Regions from separate parts of the Mus musculus genome. Here all the other regions are linked to region 4. A link is a contact called in public ChIA-PET and promoter capture Hi-C data. All regions are on one chromosome and are shown on one strand. Each heading gives the region's core, a stretch centred on a gene start, on an enhancer-like site or on the middle of the called end of the contact. The rest is flanking DNA. Distances are from core to core; before and after follow the strand shown. Region 1 holds the start of 1700016J18Rik (a long non-coding RNA gene). Region 2 holds the start of Scml4 (Scm polycomb group protein like 4). Region 3 overlaps Armc2 (armadillo repeat containing 2). Region 4 holds the start of Afg1l (AFG1 like ATPase).

Evidence for each region. Promoter capture Hi-C pulls out the DNA fragments that hold promoters and counts their contacts. ChIA-PET counts read pairs in DNA pulled down with a chosen protein or histone mark. Capture Hi-C pulls out chosen DNA fragments and counts their contacts.
Region 1: a promoter capture Hi-C map of adipose tissue shows a contact between it and region 4. The contact joins the promoter of 1700016J18Rik here to the promoter of Afg1l in region 4. A contact is called at or near these places in 2 of 39 promoter capture datasets (hematopoietic stem and progenitor cells and liver), 1 of 115 datasets of contacts at active chromatin or transcription factors (bone marrow-derived macrophages) and 2 of 9 other capture datasets (adipose tissue and liver).
Region 2: an RNA polymerase II ChIA-PET map of memory CD8 T cells shows a contact between it and region 4, with 36 read pairs. The contact joins the promoter of Scml4 here to the promoter of Afg1l in region 4. A contact is called at or near these places in 1 of 115 datasets of contacts at active chromatin or transcription factors (memory CD8 T cells) and 1 of 9 other capture datasets (adipose tissue).
Region 3: a promoter capture Hi-C map of hematopoietic stem and progenitor cells shows a contact between it and region 4, with 2.3 times the contacts expected there. The contact joins the enhancer-like site here to the promoter of Afg1l in region 4. A contact is called at or near these places in 7 of 39 promoter capture datasets (the 3T3-L1 cell line, 3T3-L1-derived adipocytes, the C10 cell line and 4 more), 1 of 115 datasets of contacts at active chromatin or transcription factors (bone marrow-derived macrophages) and 3 of 9 other capture datasets (adipose tissue, liver and pancreatic islet).

What each region holds. Positions count from the first base shown.
Region 1 is chr10:42,016,346-42,019,808 of GRCm38.p6, reverse strand. 1700016J18Rik (a long non-coding RNA gene) reads right to left here and starts at 1,655. Exons shown (of 3, transcript XR_871596.3): 1 at 1,548-1,655; 2 at 897-1,201. Armc2 (armadillo repeat containing 2) reads left to right here and starts at 1,427. Exons shown (of 18, transcript NM_001034858.3): 1 at 1,427-1,616.
Region 2 is chr10:42,859,165-42,862,444 of GRCm38.p6, reverse strand. Scml4 (Scm polycomb group protein like 4) reads right to left here and starts at 1,933. Exons shown (of 9, transcript NM_172938.3): 1 at 1,592-1,933. Gm34006 (a long non-coding RNA gene) reads left to right here. Exons shown (of 3, transcript XR_380280.4): 3 at 1-39.
Region 3 is chr10:41,970,953-41,974,491 of GRCm38.p6, reverse strand. Armc2 (armadillo repeat containing 2) reads left to right here. Exons shown (of 18, transcript NM_001034858.3): 8 at 3,292-3,467. The region is part of intron 2 of Gm33058 (a long non-coding RNA gene); the gene reads right to left. Among named protein-coding and RNA genes, the nearest start is that of Gm33058, 14 kb to the right of the region's middle. Within about 2 kb of position 1,566, at least 45 of the 459 cell types and tissues checked have an H3K27ac peak or open chromatin away from gene starts, as enhancers often do. A contact at or near this core is called in the HPC-7 cell line, bone marrow-derived macrophages and hematopoietic stem and progenitor cells, where this site is marked.
Region 4 is chr10:42,477,217-42,480,422 of GRCm38.p6, reverse strand. Afg1l (AFG1 like ATPase) reads left to right here and starts at 1,858. Exons shown (of 13, transcript NM_145743.2): 1 at 1,858-2,160. The coding sequence starts at 2,022.

The DNA.
Region 1 (3,463 bases), core at 406-2,905, 460 kb after region 4:
AGGTTTGTAAGCTCATGTTTCAGTGGAGATGAGACTTTTAGACTTAGAAGCCAGCTACTGCAACGTTTGGGAAGGCTCACTGTGGACCGCAAATCTGGGGTGAGAAGAAGATGTAAAGCTGAATTTCTATTGGCTATCGATATACTCATTTTTCACCCACCATCATTCAGAAAGATGTTGAGGTTGAGTTAATATCAGATTACCAGTCATTTAATAACAAAACATTTGGAGAAGTCTGACTCTCCATGAAGGGTCAGATAGACACCTGTATTTATAAACAGCCACCAAGAGACCCAAATGGACTTGTATTTTATCATATCTCACAAACTATGAGATCAAAATGCTAGTTATGCTTTCTATACAACAGGCAATGTCCTTTTGCACAGTTGAGTCTGGTGACACACAAATGGGACTTCATAGGATAGATCCTGTTCCCAGTGAAAAATAATATTTAGTTTGGGATCCTAAACTTCATCAATGATTGAGTTTTCTTTGTCTGTGATGTGGGAAATCTTGTTAAGCACTTGGAAAACCTTTACTCAGTGTTCCAGGTGTCATTTCTCATCAAAGGTATTAACTGTGCAAAATAGATACAATTTAGTTATTCTTTACAAGACCCTTGGCACCATGGAATACGGCATTTTCCCAGTGTTGACAACACTTGCTGATAATCCCTATGTTTATATACCGTAGTGTAAATTTAGAGCTTATGCCTCGCTTGTATTTCACAAGTGTTACCCAATGATCCAGTGTAGACGCAAACAGAGTTTGAATTAGAAACATATACACAGGACTCTTTTTTTTTTCTTCCCCTGTTGGGTTGTAGTGATTCAGTAAGAACACACAGCGACTAGCCATAGCAACCCAAGACTTAAATCGCTCCTTCCTGATCTCACCTTGGGTCCCTAGTTGCTCTGTTGTGAGCTCGCTCTACAAACGGTTGAGTGCTGCCCAAATGCAAGGAGTTAATGATATCCAACAGGTTAACATTCACTGCTACATTCACAGCTCTTCACATTTATTTTGCTACGGCCCACGATTCAGCTATTCACACACAGGGATAGCACTCTCTGCCTGAAGCATAAGAGATGAGATGCTAAGGAACCGTTCCAGGTGGACGTTGACGTCTATAATCAATAACCGACTCTTTCCCAAAACACTACATTGTTCCTCTGCCAGTTGTTTAACAGTCTTGGAGATCCTACGGGGAGAAACAAACATGGTTGAACATATTGCTAATGTAAAAGAAGACTCCCCTCCACCCATTCTTGCCTTTCCCCTGTGGGTATGCTCCTGCCCGCGCTCCCGCACGGGCCCTCGCCACGCCTCGACGCTGCTACGCGTGCGTGGCTAGAGGGATTGGCGCAGGCTCAGTGGCGGAGAGTGGAGCAGGGCCGCCCCGCCCCGCCCCGCCCCGCCCCGCCCCTCCTCCTGGTCCCTGCTGCCCTGCGAGAGCGGGAAGGCCGTCACACTCCGCCGGGGTCTAAGTGTCTAGCGCTTGTCACAGGTGTTTTGAGTCGAGCCCGGATTCCCCAACCAGCACCTACTCCAGCGCATCCCGCTTCGCTCTGCGGCGTCCTGGATCTGTAGGCTGACCGCTCGGCCTGCAGCGAAAGGTGGTTTGTGTACGGTTACCATGGAGATGCTAGCCAGCAGGGCAAAGGCGGTGCGCGGGAGGGCGGGAGGGCGAGGTGAGGATGCTGAGGCGCTCGGCCCTAACCTGGACCGGTGAAGGAGCGGGCTTTTCCGGGAGTGGGAGAGCAGCTGTGCGTGCGGGAGGTGAGGAGTCCCCTGCAGGTTCACCAGGGACCCCTCCTGCAGTCTCTCTTCTGTTCCCAGATAGGGTCGAGGGGTGCTGCTGCATACTCTCGGGGTCTGCACAGGAGTCAGCTTCTGTAACTGTGAGCATTTAGTCAGTTGCCTGGTATTTAACAGGAGTAACCAGTAACACTGGTTGAATGAGAGAGTGATAGACTAAGGGACTCTGTGGAGGCAGGCCACAAGAACAAACTAGGATTTTCCTAGGTAACAAATGACTCCTCAATAAAGTGTATGTGGAACAATATTAATTACACCGTATGTATACAGAATGCCCCTTACAACCCATGCCACAAGTATTACCGCAGGTTCTTCCATCCCGACATCATATTCTTTTCGTTTGGTAGAAAATAAGTCACACTATATGTATCCCATTTTTGTAAATCCCTAAGGTTTTGACTAGCAGTTTGCATAGATTTGGGATAACTGACATTCAGATAAAAACGCTGGGTTTTTTTGTTTGTTTGTTTTTATTTTGTTTTTAAATCAAGGATGGTATTCTCTAGTTGAAAATTTAAATTTATGATATGCATGAAAACATTGGACAGATAGTCTCTTTTGTGACTTCTCTTGTTGGTGAGTATTTTCATTCTAGGAAGATCTTTCTTGACCAGCCAGCACTTGGACAGTACTTCTTAGTATTGTAAGAGCTAGCTAGCATCGTGCTAAAGCATTTGGACATTTCATGCAATGCTGAAAGCTGCCCTGAGAGTTGGTCATTATCCATGCTTTTTTAACAGAAGAGAACTCGGGTATAGAGATGTCTAATGCCCTTCAAGGTCACAGAGCTGCAGATCCTCGGGGGACTTAACACTTGCTCTGACATCTAAGCACTTTTCTTGCACCTGTTTGGATGCTCATTTAATGCCAAAGTAATTCAGTCATGGAAAGAGCCCTGAGTGTTTGATTTGCTGGGGAAAGAGGGTGCACCAGCAAACCCTATGTCGGCAATGTTGATGGGCAATGTTGTCTTTAACATGAAGGAGGTGGCTCTGGTGGCTGTTGGTAGCAAACAGTAGAGATAGGGGTTTTTAAAGATATATTTATTCTTGTTTTATGTGTATGAATGTTTGCCTGTGTGTATGTGTGTGTACAGTGTGCCTGTAATGCCCTCTGAGGCCAGAAGAAGAAAGTAACACATGCAAATAACACGTGGGTCTGGAGAGATGACTCAGTGGTTAGGACCACTGGCTGCTCTTCTAGAGGACCAGGGTTTGATTCCCAGAACCTACACAGTGGCTCACAAGTCCAGTCCCAGCGAATGCAGTATTGTCTTCTGGCCTTGGCAGGCACTGCATGCTTGTGGTGCATTGACATATCCACAGGCAAAACACCCATACACATTAAAACAGCAACAACAAACCCGTTTGGGTGTTCCCCATCGTCCTGCAGATGATGTTCATCCTGTAGTGGTCGCATCTGATACCACAGACCAAACAGTGAGATGCAAGCGACAACTTAGCCTCCCTCTTCTTTCCAGAGTTCACAACTCTTCTGGTTTCTTCTGAAAGGGCTCCTGGCCTCCCTCTGACCCCTGTGGATCTGTCCATTCTGTGTTGTCTCTGACTGTCCCCTCTGTTCTTGGTGCCCGTCACCCTTGATGTCACTGTCTCTCCGGAGTCATTTGTCCAGTCCCACACGTTTG
Region 2 (3,280 bases), core at 684-3,183, 380 kb before region 4:
TATATAGCTTTTAAGGAAATAAAAGTAATTTTGGTGACACGGGTAAGACATTTAAATGTGGTAAAACAACTAAGATTTGGGATTTTGTTGGATCTGTGTTTCCTCTTATGACACAAATCAGACAGGCAGATTTGGAGAAGGTTTCTACACACACACACAGTCACAATGTTAAGAGTGAGAGAAACACATTCATGTTTTAATAGTAGTTGACAGCTATATTTTAAAGGTAGACTGTAAAGCTACCAAGCGGCTTCTCTGCACGGGGCATCAATGTTTACATTTTAGCTGCATTTTGATGCTACGCAGTGCTAGTTTTCTAGGTAATTGCCACCCAGTAGCTGTTACTCAGATCGACTGAGCCACTTCTACCAAGCAACAAGCACACAAAATGTTCCATAAAATACTGTCTAAATCAGGCACCTTCTCCTCTACAGCCATCTCCATACTTCTACATGTTCTCCAGACATTCCGTTTTGTTTTGTTCTTAATGAGAAAAAAGTCTTGAGGAGGGAAAGACATCTATGTCTCTTACCCTTCAAAAAAAAATGTTCCTTAGTTGAGAAAGGAATTAAAAACATGGAACACACAACAACCACATCTGGATCACTTTTCAAGCATCCCAGCTACAAAGCCCCATTTCTCAGAGAGCTGCTGATGGTCCTAGCCCTCTTGAGAAATGTCATGACCCTAGAAAGACAACACAGCAAGCCGCCACCTCTGGCTTATTGTCGAAAATAACGGCAAGAACTTAGACTCAAGCGCATCAATGATGAGTGAAAACTGCTAACTCAGCAGCCATACCCACTGGTCCTGTCCATCCGCAGAGCAACCTGTAGACGACACCCGGGGCTGCAGGCAGAATGAGTGGAAGCTATTTGGGGTCACATAGGACTGTGTGAGGGGAGGAGGTGACTTTGTCTTTGAACTTGGGGAAACTCCAAACATTCCATACTAACCTGTTAGTTATTTCCTCCTAAAAAAACTAATAGCAGGAACTTGCAAACAATTAATACTCTCCTTATCTATGACTGGTACATCAGCAACCAACAAAAACACATGAAATATCCCATCTGCAGCATTCAACACAAGTAAATAAAATTCAATTTGAAAACAAATGCTTTGATGAGTGCTTATATCACAGCCAATTTTAATAATCAATTTTAGGTAAATATTTGTAACCTAATCCATACTACAAATTTTAAATTAATAATACAAAATAAGACAAAATTATTATTAGGAAAAAAACCATATTCATGTTTGAAATAATAAAAAATTTGCACATATTTACATATAGACTTAAAGAGAGGTTAAGTGTATACATGTCAAAAATGGTTATAAACTGTGTTTTTACTTTAAATCTCCCTTTGATATATAGTTAAAAAAAATCAAACATTATATTTTGCATGTTAGGATCCGAAGTTTACCCACCGGGCTCAGTAGTTTTAGCACCAGACACTCGTGCATTGCCAGAGAGGCAGGCATGCAAACCCTCCCAAATAAACTAAAGCAGGTAACCTGTTGTGCCGCCAGCCCAAAGAGAAGGAGCCATACAATGTACCACAGCACACCCGCCAGCATGCGTCTCCCTTACCTACAGCTTGGTCACAGAGCCCTGACCAGGGTGTTGCTTGCTGAGGTCTGGAGTGGTGGCTTAGAAGACAGGTGACTTCCTGCACACACACTGCGAGTATGGCACAAGCTATCTTCCACCCGTGTGCTACGCCTGCCTCACAGCTAGTCGCCAGCAGCCCAGCTCGCCGCCGCTGCAAACATCTCATTAGACTAATGCATTCAGTACAGGCAGAACACTCGATTTACCATAGCTACAGCAGTGAATTTCCATTACGATGACAGCTTCAACCACATCATGTCCGGAAAACCAGCCAACCGCTGGCTTCTAAAGAACACACACACATTTTACATGCAGAAAGCGAGGACTCTGTGTGTGTGTGTGTGTGTGTGTGTGTGTGTGTGTGTGTGTGTGTGTGTGTGTGTTATTTCTTTCCTCTGTACAGACAGACCAGCTAAGAGAAATACACAGCACAGCTTTTTGTGAACAGCAGCCGCCAGGTAATGATACTTCTGCTTCTTAGATAGTTACTTCCTTGTAAGAAACTGAATTATGTCACAATAGTCAGAATGGGTGTTTCCTGCATTTCAGTTTTCATTACCCCTCCTCCGTTGCCATAGAAACCAGACTGTAACATCATCTCTTTGTCCCAGTCTTGCAGCAGTGAGGGCCACACCAGGCTTATAAGACTGTTACGATCTGACAAGGCTAATGTTTGGCTTTGGGGGGAAAAGAAGAAGAAAGAAAGAACAATGGTATACCAACAGAAAGCCTGTGTGTTGTCAGAGGTGTGGACCTGTACTGATGACACACTGTGGCTGTACCTGTTAGCTCTAAAGCTGCCTATCCTACGTTTAATCCACATCTGTGTGTGCACATCTGGAAGTGTTTCTCCATGCCCAAACACTCTTGGGACCTGCCTGGGAAAGGGCTGCTGTCTCTCCTCCATACCCACTGCCTGTCCACTAAACCAGTTTACACCAGAGAAGGTGCCTTTTCTCCTCCCTTCTTTTTATAAAGTGAGTCGAGGTTTTCTGCTGCTGACTTGACTCATCTGGGGAAATGGGATGTGTCTCAAGTGTGTCTTATAAGATACCTGGTTTACAAATACAGGCTGTCTACCGGGTTTGCTTTTAGGGACAGGGAGCATGCTTGTAGCCAGGACTGACATTAAACTAATTTGGAAGGTCTGGGTCACAGCTTAGCCAGTTACTGAGTATGAAAAATTAAAAAGGACCTACAATTTGAATGCATATGTAGTGTGAAGTAAATTTGTCCCCTCAAATTAAATAGATACAGGAAATTGATGTTTTTTTTAAGTCAAAGCATTATCCTTACTAAGAAAGAAGGAATTCCCTGGGTGGCATGTGTCCTTTCTGCCTAGGTCCGCTGCCTGCCACAGCCCTGACTCCTCTGCCCCAAGGTGGTTCCCAGGCTGGCCGGGGCCTGGCCCAGCTTGGATGGCAGTCTCCATTCCTACCAAGTGCCATAAAGAGTCAAAAATTTGTACCAACAGTGTAGTATGTGTCCCCTTTGACATCCAAGGGAATCAAAGGCTGATTAGTGAAACAAGATTGGCCCATAGAAGCTCTCAATAAATTTCTATTTTATGAAAGATACAGACAGTTTGGCCCAAGTAGAAATTATTAGGGTTATGGGACTGGCTTTGGACTGAAATTCATGATGTAGAAATGGAAAAGTAACACGTTC
Region 3 (3,539 bases), core at 317-2,816, 510 kb after region 4:
CTGGAGGGGAGATCCCGCACAGCAGGCTCTTCAGTGGATGCCCAGTGCTCTGTCCACCAGATACCAACAGGGCAAACCTAGGACATCACTAAGGAGTTTGGGGGAATGAGATATAGATGAGTCTCCCTTCTCAGATGGATCATTAAACAGTGAGCTGTAAACCCTCCCACTTGGGCAGCTGTGAGTTCAAGGCCAGTCTAAGTTCCACAGTAAGAGCCTGTGTCAAAGAAATATCGAATCTTTGTTCCTAGACAAATAGTTCCCTCGATACCTTGTGGTTCTTTAGGCCTGTTCAGTAGTTAATAGATTGATTACAATAGTTACAGTAGTTAATAGTTTTCAGATGCCCAGCACTTAGGCTCTACCACATTGCCTTGTTGTCCCCCACTCCGTGTTCCTCTTTCTCTGCCCACTTGCACATTGCTTTTTTTTCTTTCTTTCTAGAACTTTTTGAGAACACATTGTTAACATATTCAGGGCCAGCCTCTACTACACAATGAGATTCTGTCTCAAAATGAAACAAAATAAAAACAAACGGAAAAACCCAAATCTATTACTCTTTAACTACTTCAGTCCCTGATTTTGTTAGTTTTAGAAGCAAGGGTGTTCACTTCCGTATCTGGGAATTACCATACCAGGCCGTACAAATCTTGCCTGCATTTGGCTTATTGTCCCTATGATTTCCTTTCTAGAAACTTCTGGGCCACAAGTTTCAATCATCTGTCACAACCCTTTCATGATCCTGTTAGAAGTGGGGAAACAGGCCATTTACCGTACAGAACATCCACACATCAGGTTTTCCAAGTGTTTTCTCCTACTGAGACCCAAATTGGGCCTTTGAGGCAGGACTATCTCCACACTCACGCTGCATCTTTCTCAGGCCCCCTGGCAGTAGGCCCACTGCTGACCTATCCCTTACTGGAAGCGTGATTTTGGGCCATTTGGGTCAGGTGGTGCCTGCCAGGCGCTTGGCTGCATTTCCCTGTGTGGTTAAGGGGTGACTTGGAAGTTACTTGGTGACTTTGCTCCGCTAGATCACTCTTGAAACTCTTAACTAGTTTCAGCTCTTATAATGTCTTCTGTGGCCATGTGCCTTTCTGTTTTGTTTTGCTTTGACTTCTTGAGTCTCCAGATGTAGCCCAGGCTGACCTTAAACTTGCCATCCTTCTGCCTCGGCTTCCAGAGTGCAGTGCTCCACCTGGTGGCATTTATAACTGGAATAGCCAGCTGACTGATACAGAGTATCAGAGGGCTTCCTGGAGCCAGAGCTGAAGCTTTGATCCTTGAACCTTCCTTGCCTCTTCCTTTGTAAACTTGAGCCCAGCAGCTGAGAACAGCCCAAAGCCTGCAGGCGTGAAGGCCAGTCAGAGAAGAATAGAGCAACACCCCAAAGCAATGCACCCCGTAGAGCTCCGGCTCTCCTCGGGTTGGGGTCTCCATCACTTCCCAACTGTTCATTTACTTAAGTGCATAACCGAGAGGCTTTGGCGTGTATTTAGTTGTTGAGGTTTCAACTTTTTTTTTCTTAGATGTTATTGTTGAAAAGAGCTAAAAATGGCCCGAGTCACTTCCTTTTTGCTGGCGCACACTTCCTGCATGTCCGCAGCTAAGCTCCCATTATGGTATTTACAGATTGGCCTACAACGTCTACATTTTGTGATGAGGTCCGTCAGAGGTAACCCTTCCAAAGAGAACACGCTATACCTTGAATTCCTTTCTCCCCCTTGTGCTGCCCTCTGAGAGAGGGCTTTCTTTCCTGTGTACCAACTGTTAAGCCACTCTCAAAAATCACTTTCTTCAGGATCACAACTGTAAACAAAATATTCTAGCCTCCCTCTTTCCTAAGCAGCATTTGTTTAAAAGTCTCCTCTTTGGTAATGGTGGCTTGTACTGTCTCTCCCCCTGGTTGACAGTCATTTTGAAAGGAACATAGCCAGGAGGTAGTGGCTTAATCCCAGCACGTGAGAGGCAGAAGCAAGAGGGGTCTCTATGTGTTCAAGGCCAGCCTGGTCTACAGAGTGAATTCCAGGACAGCCAGTGCTACACAGAGAAACCCTGCACCAGAAGAAGAAGGAGGAGGAGGAGGAGGAGGAGGAGGAGGAGGAGGAGGAGGAGGAGGAGGAGGAGGAGGAGGAGAAGGAGAAGGAGAAGGAGAAGGAAAGGAGAAGAAGGAGAAGAAGAAAGGAGGAGAAGGAGAAGGAAGGAGAAGGAGGAGGAGGAGGAGGAGGAGAGAAGAAGAAAGAAGAAGAAAAGGAAAGAAAGAAAGAAAGGAAGGAAGGAAGAAAGGAAGGGAGAAAGAGAAAGAAAGAGAGAGAAAGAAAGAAAGGAAGGAAGGAAGAAAGAAACTTTTTTTAAATCAATAGATGAGCTTGCTTGAAGTTATGTTGTAGATTACTGTACTGGCTAGTTTTGTGTCAACTTGACACAGCTGGAGTTATCACAGAGAAAGGAGCTTCAGTTGAGGAAATGCCTCCATGAGATCCAACTGTAAGGCATTTTCTCAATTAGTGATCAAGGGGGAAAGGCCCCTTGTGGGGGGACCATCTCTGGGCTGGTAGTCTTGGTTCTATAAGAGAGCAGGCTGAGCAAGCCAGGGGAAGCAAGCCAGTAAAGAACATCCCTCCATGGCCTCTGCATCAGCTTCTGCTTCCTGACCCGCTTGAGTTCCAGTCCTGACTTCCTTGGTGATGAACAGCAGTATGGAAGTGTAAGCCGAATAAACCCTTTCCTCCCCAACTTGCTTCTTGGTCATGATGTTTGTGCAGGAATAGAAACCCTGACTAAGACCTATATAGTTTTCTTGCTCTACCATACAGATGTGTCAGTCAGGATCCCTAGTCATATAGAACATTGATCCATTCATCTCACAACACACTTATTCACATGTGAAAATTAAATAGCAGTACAAGGTAGCATTAGTTCCTTTTGGAATCATGCAACTTTTTTTTTTTTTAAAGAAACGGAGGCAGAAATGCAAATGACCTGCCCCAGTGAAACTGGACAGAGCCCAGGGGGAGGGGAGAGCACTCGGAAAAGGGAGCCAAGGGAGAGGTTTTGAAAGGCTGTGTCCTGGTCAAGCTAAGTGACCGGTTAGTAAATAAGTTAGCCCAGGAGATGAATCAAAGAGATGAGAATGGGCAAGTAGATGGGAGGGGTACGTGGAAAACAGCACCGGGGGATCTGGAGATGTCTCGGGATACCCAGGGAGCTTTTCCTCGCACTGCTTGCGTCTGACATATCTGAAAATTCAACCTTATGAGTAAGTAGTCGATATTCTCTTTGCTCCGACAGAAGAAGACATTGAAGAGATGTGTGCAGCCTGCACCCAGCTCCATCGCACGCTGGAGGAAGCGCGCATGCTCGGAAAGAAGTTCAAGCGAAGAACTGTCCTGCTGAAGGCTCTGTATAAGCTAGTGGATGCTGACTCGGACCCGCTCAGCCTGAAGCTTGCCAAACTTATCCTAGCAGTAAGCTTGTCTTTCCTTCTTTCTAGCCGACTGTCCTGCATCTGTGCCGAGCCAAATAACTTGTTTGTACAT
Region 4 (3,206 bases), core at 609-3,108:
CCAGGCAGCGAGCGGGGCGGCACACTTTTTCTATCCTAGCACTCAGGAGGCAGAGGTAGGCAGATCTCTTTGAGTTCAAGGCCAGCCTGGTCTATGGAGCTAGAGTTCCAAGACTGGATGTGTACATCAGCAGATACGGTTGTTCTGGTCAGAGCTTGGAGAGGGAAGAAGGGAGGGAGGGAGGGAGGGGGGAGAGAGAGAGAGAGAGAGAGAGAGAGAGAGAGAGAGAGAGAGATCCAAATCCATCTTTGAGATCCTGACTGGAAGCTTGGGTTTAAGTCGTAGGAAAGAGGTACAACAACTCAGCCGTCCAGGTCAGGTGTGACCTGTGCATCACTGGCCCACCATTGCCCAGCTCCAGTGTGTCCTACAAGCTGGTTCTGCACTGTCTGAACCGTGTGACGTCACTTCCGGGAGCCCAGCTTCTCCCTTTTCTGGTTGGCACCAGGCTTCAACCTTTTCCTTGTCCCAGCGTGGGATTCTTGGGAGCAGTTTGATTTCTTAGGGCCATTGTTTCAGTAGTGCAATAGCCAAAGGGAAAGAAGACACAAGTGTCTCTTTAGACTATCTTCAGTCCCATCGGGGTGGGTACATACTTTGACATATTAGCAGAGAAAAGGCTTGAAGTTACTCTGCCATACTACACCTTCCATTTCCTGTTTCTTCAGAATTCCTCTTCTGGTGACCACAATTTGGTTTCCTGGAATTCTTCTTAGTGTTCTCTTTTTTGGTCACACAATTGAAACTTTGTTTCCTCCTTCCTAGGAATGCTAGACTTTCTTGTTTTCCATAATTCCCAGCTAAATGTTCAGGTCTTTTAGATATGATCCACGGTTGAAGGGTTTACTTTTTTGTTGTTGTTGTTGTTGTTTTATTTATTTTTAAGGATGTAACTATGTAGTTGGACTTCTAACCCTGCTGTCTACATTTCCCAAATGCTAGGATTGCTGTTTGTGCTTTTTCTTCCCAGACTGGTGAATCTTGGGCTTCCTGCTAACTAGGCAAACACTCTATCAGCTGAACACCACCCGACAACCCCTGGGAAGGTCTTTGTCTTTTGTTAAAAGTTAATCTTGTATGGACTAGAGAAGTGGCTCAACTGTTTAAATAATGTGTAACTTATGCAGCCGACAAGGGTTTGGTTCGTAGCACCCACGTTGAGTGGCCCACAGCTGCCTTTAATCTCAGCCAGCTCTGGGGGGATCAATGCCCACTTCTGGCCTCCAGAAGAATCGCTTTCAATATAGGACACACACACCTAGACAAAAATATAATCTCCGTACTCCTCCACAACAGTGCTCTCTCCTTGATCCCACTATTGTCTTTAGCTGCAGCGTTCATCTAGCCAAAGGGTCGCCAGCCTCAAATGAGGGCAGTCGCAAATTCAAGTGGTCACACCATCCCATGACTGCCACATCCACCAGCTGTCAGTCTGGGCCCTTTGGCTTTCCTGTCCCACTTATAAGCTTCTTCAAAGCATGAAAACATGTGCTATATAGAAGATAATTTCTATTACTCAACAGCTCAAACAGAAAGTGGCAGAAACACATTTCAGGTACCCTTCAGAGACACGTTGGACACCGAAAGAAAAGTAAATTGAGGCTATATTATAGCAGATTGGACGAGGTATAATATATACCTCTTGGTCACCTTCATATTATGCGGTCTTAGAAGGTTCACGATTATTACTACAAGCTACAATTGGTTTCTCAGGCCTGGAGAACTAGGGTTTCAGTGGGGGCGGGGTGGAGAGTTGGTTCTAGCCGCCTCTCAGCGGGGTGGGGCGCACCCGCGACTGTCAGGACACGCCCCCTCAAGGCGCGAGGCCTCTCGGGACTTGTAGTCCCAAGGCCCACCGGAAGGCGTGAAGGGCAGGCGTTGCAGCCTTTCTAAGCTTGAGGTCATCTCTCTTTAACGCTCTCTCATTTTCAGGCGTGGCCTCCTGGAGCGCCACAGCACCCGGCTGCTCCGTCGCGTCTTCTGGGTTACAATAAAGTTTTCCTCCCTGTACGGAGCTCAAGATGGCGGCCTCCTGGTCGCCCTTGGTTACTCTGCGCTCCGCCGCGCGCAGCCGGCTGACTGGGAGAGGTGTTGGGTGCGGGGCGCGGGTCGTCGCAATCCCTCCTCCGGCCCCTGGCCCTGGGAAACCCCTGTGGAAAGGTCAGTGACCGTGTCACGAGCGGGCCGCGCAAGGCCCTGGGGTCACCCCACTGTCTGATCCCTCCCAGCTGCACCCGTGGCTTCACAAGTTGTAAGGATCCTAGAGACGAGTTCGTGTCTATTGACCTTTTGCATCTCGTTGCCCCAAAGAGCGCTGAGCGCCTCAGGCAGCTGCCCAGAGTAACTTCCATTTGAGGGTCAGAGGCCAACCCAGTTCTTCCCCAGGTAACCCAGGCCTGGAGAGGGCAGGTGTGCAAGAGCCCGGCTTGGAGGGATGGGGGTAAGCAAGATGGGGTTGGTGTGTGGGGAGCCTTTCACCCCAACCCATCTGGGCTCTTAAGGCTGGTGATGGACTTAATGGTCATGTCAGTCAGGGACCCTATGCCCCCTCCCCGCCCATTTTCTCGATGCAGTCTTAAATTCCTAGGGCATCACTTTGTCTGTTTGTCTGTCATTTATCTGTTTTGCCCCTGACCTTCGATTCTTTCGTTCTACTGTCATGTGTCTGTGAATGAGTGGTTAGCCAAATTACAATCACGTGGTCTCACTGTGTGGTACAGGCTGGCCACGAACTTGAGAACCTCCTGCTGCTCTTTCCCAGAAGTGCTAATTTTACCTCTCTTCACTGGACTGGTTTCTCAAAAGACAGCAAACCCTGTGTCCTTATTTCCTTGGCACGTAGGATGGTGATTGGTGTCTGATGAGCAGATATTTTCAAATGAACGACGTTATTCTCATGGTCTTCCTCAGTCACCTTTCCTCATCTCCAAGAGCTTCTTTATATACCTTCAAAATCGGATATAATTTAACAGAGTATATATATGCAAATGCCGATTCTCATCGTCTCAAGATAGGTTTTTTTCCCCCCTCAGTCATTGAAATAAATACCAGACTGTGAGCTTTACATGGCCCACTTAGCAAAGGGCCTTGCTATCAAGCCTGAGTTCAATCCCTAGGACCCATATGGCAGAGGGGAAGTACCAACACCCACCACTTGTCCTCTCTTGCGCGCGCGCACGCGCACACACACACACACACACACACAC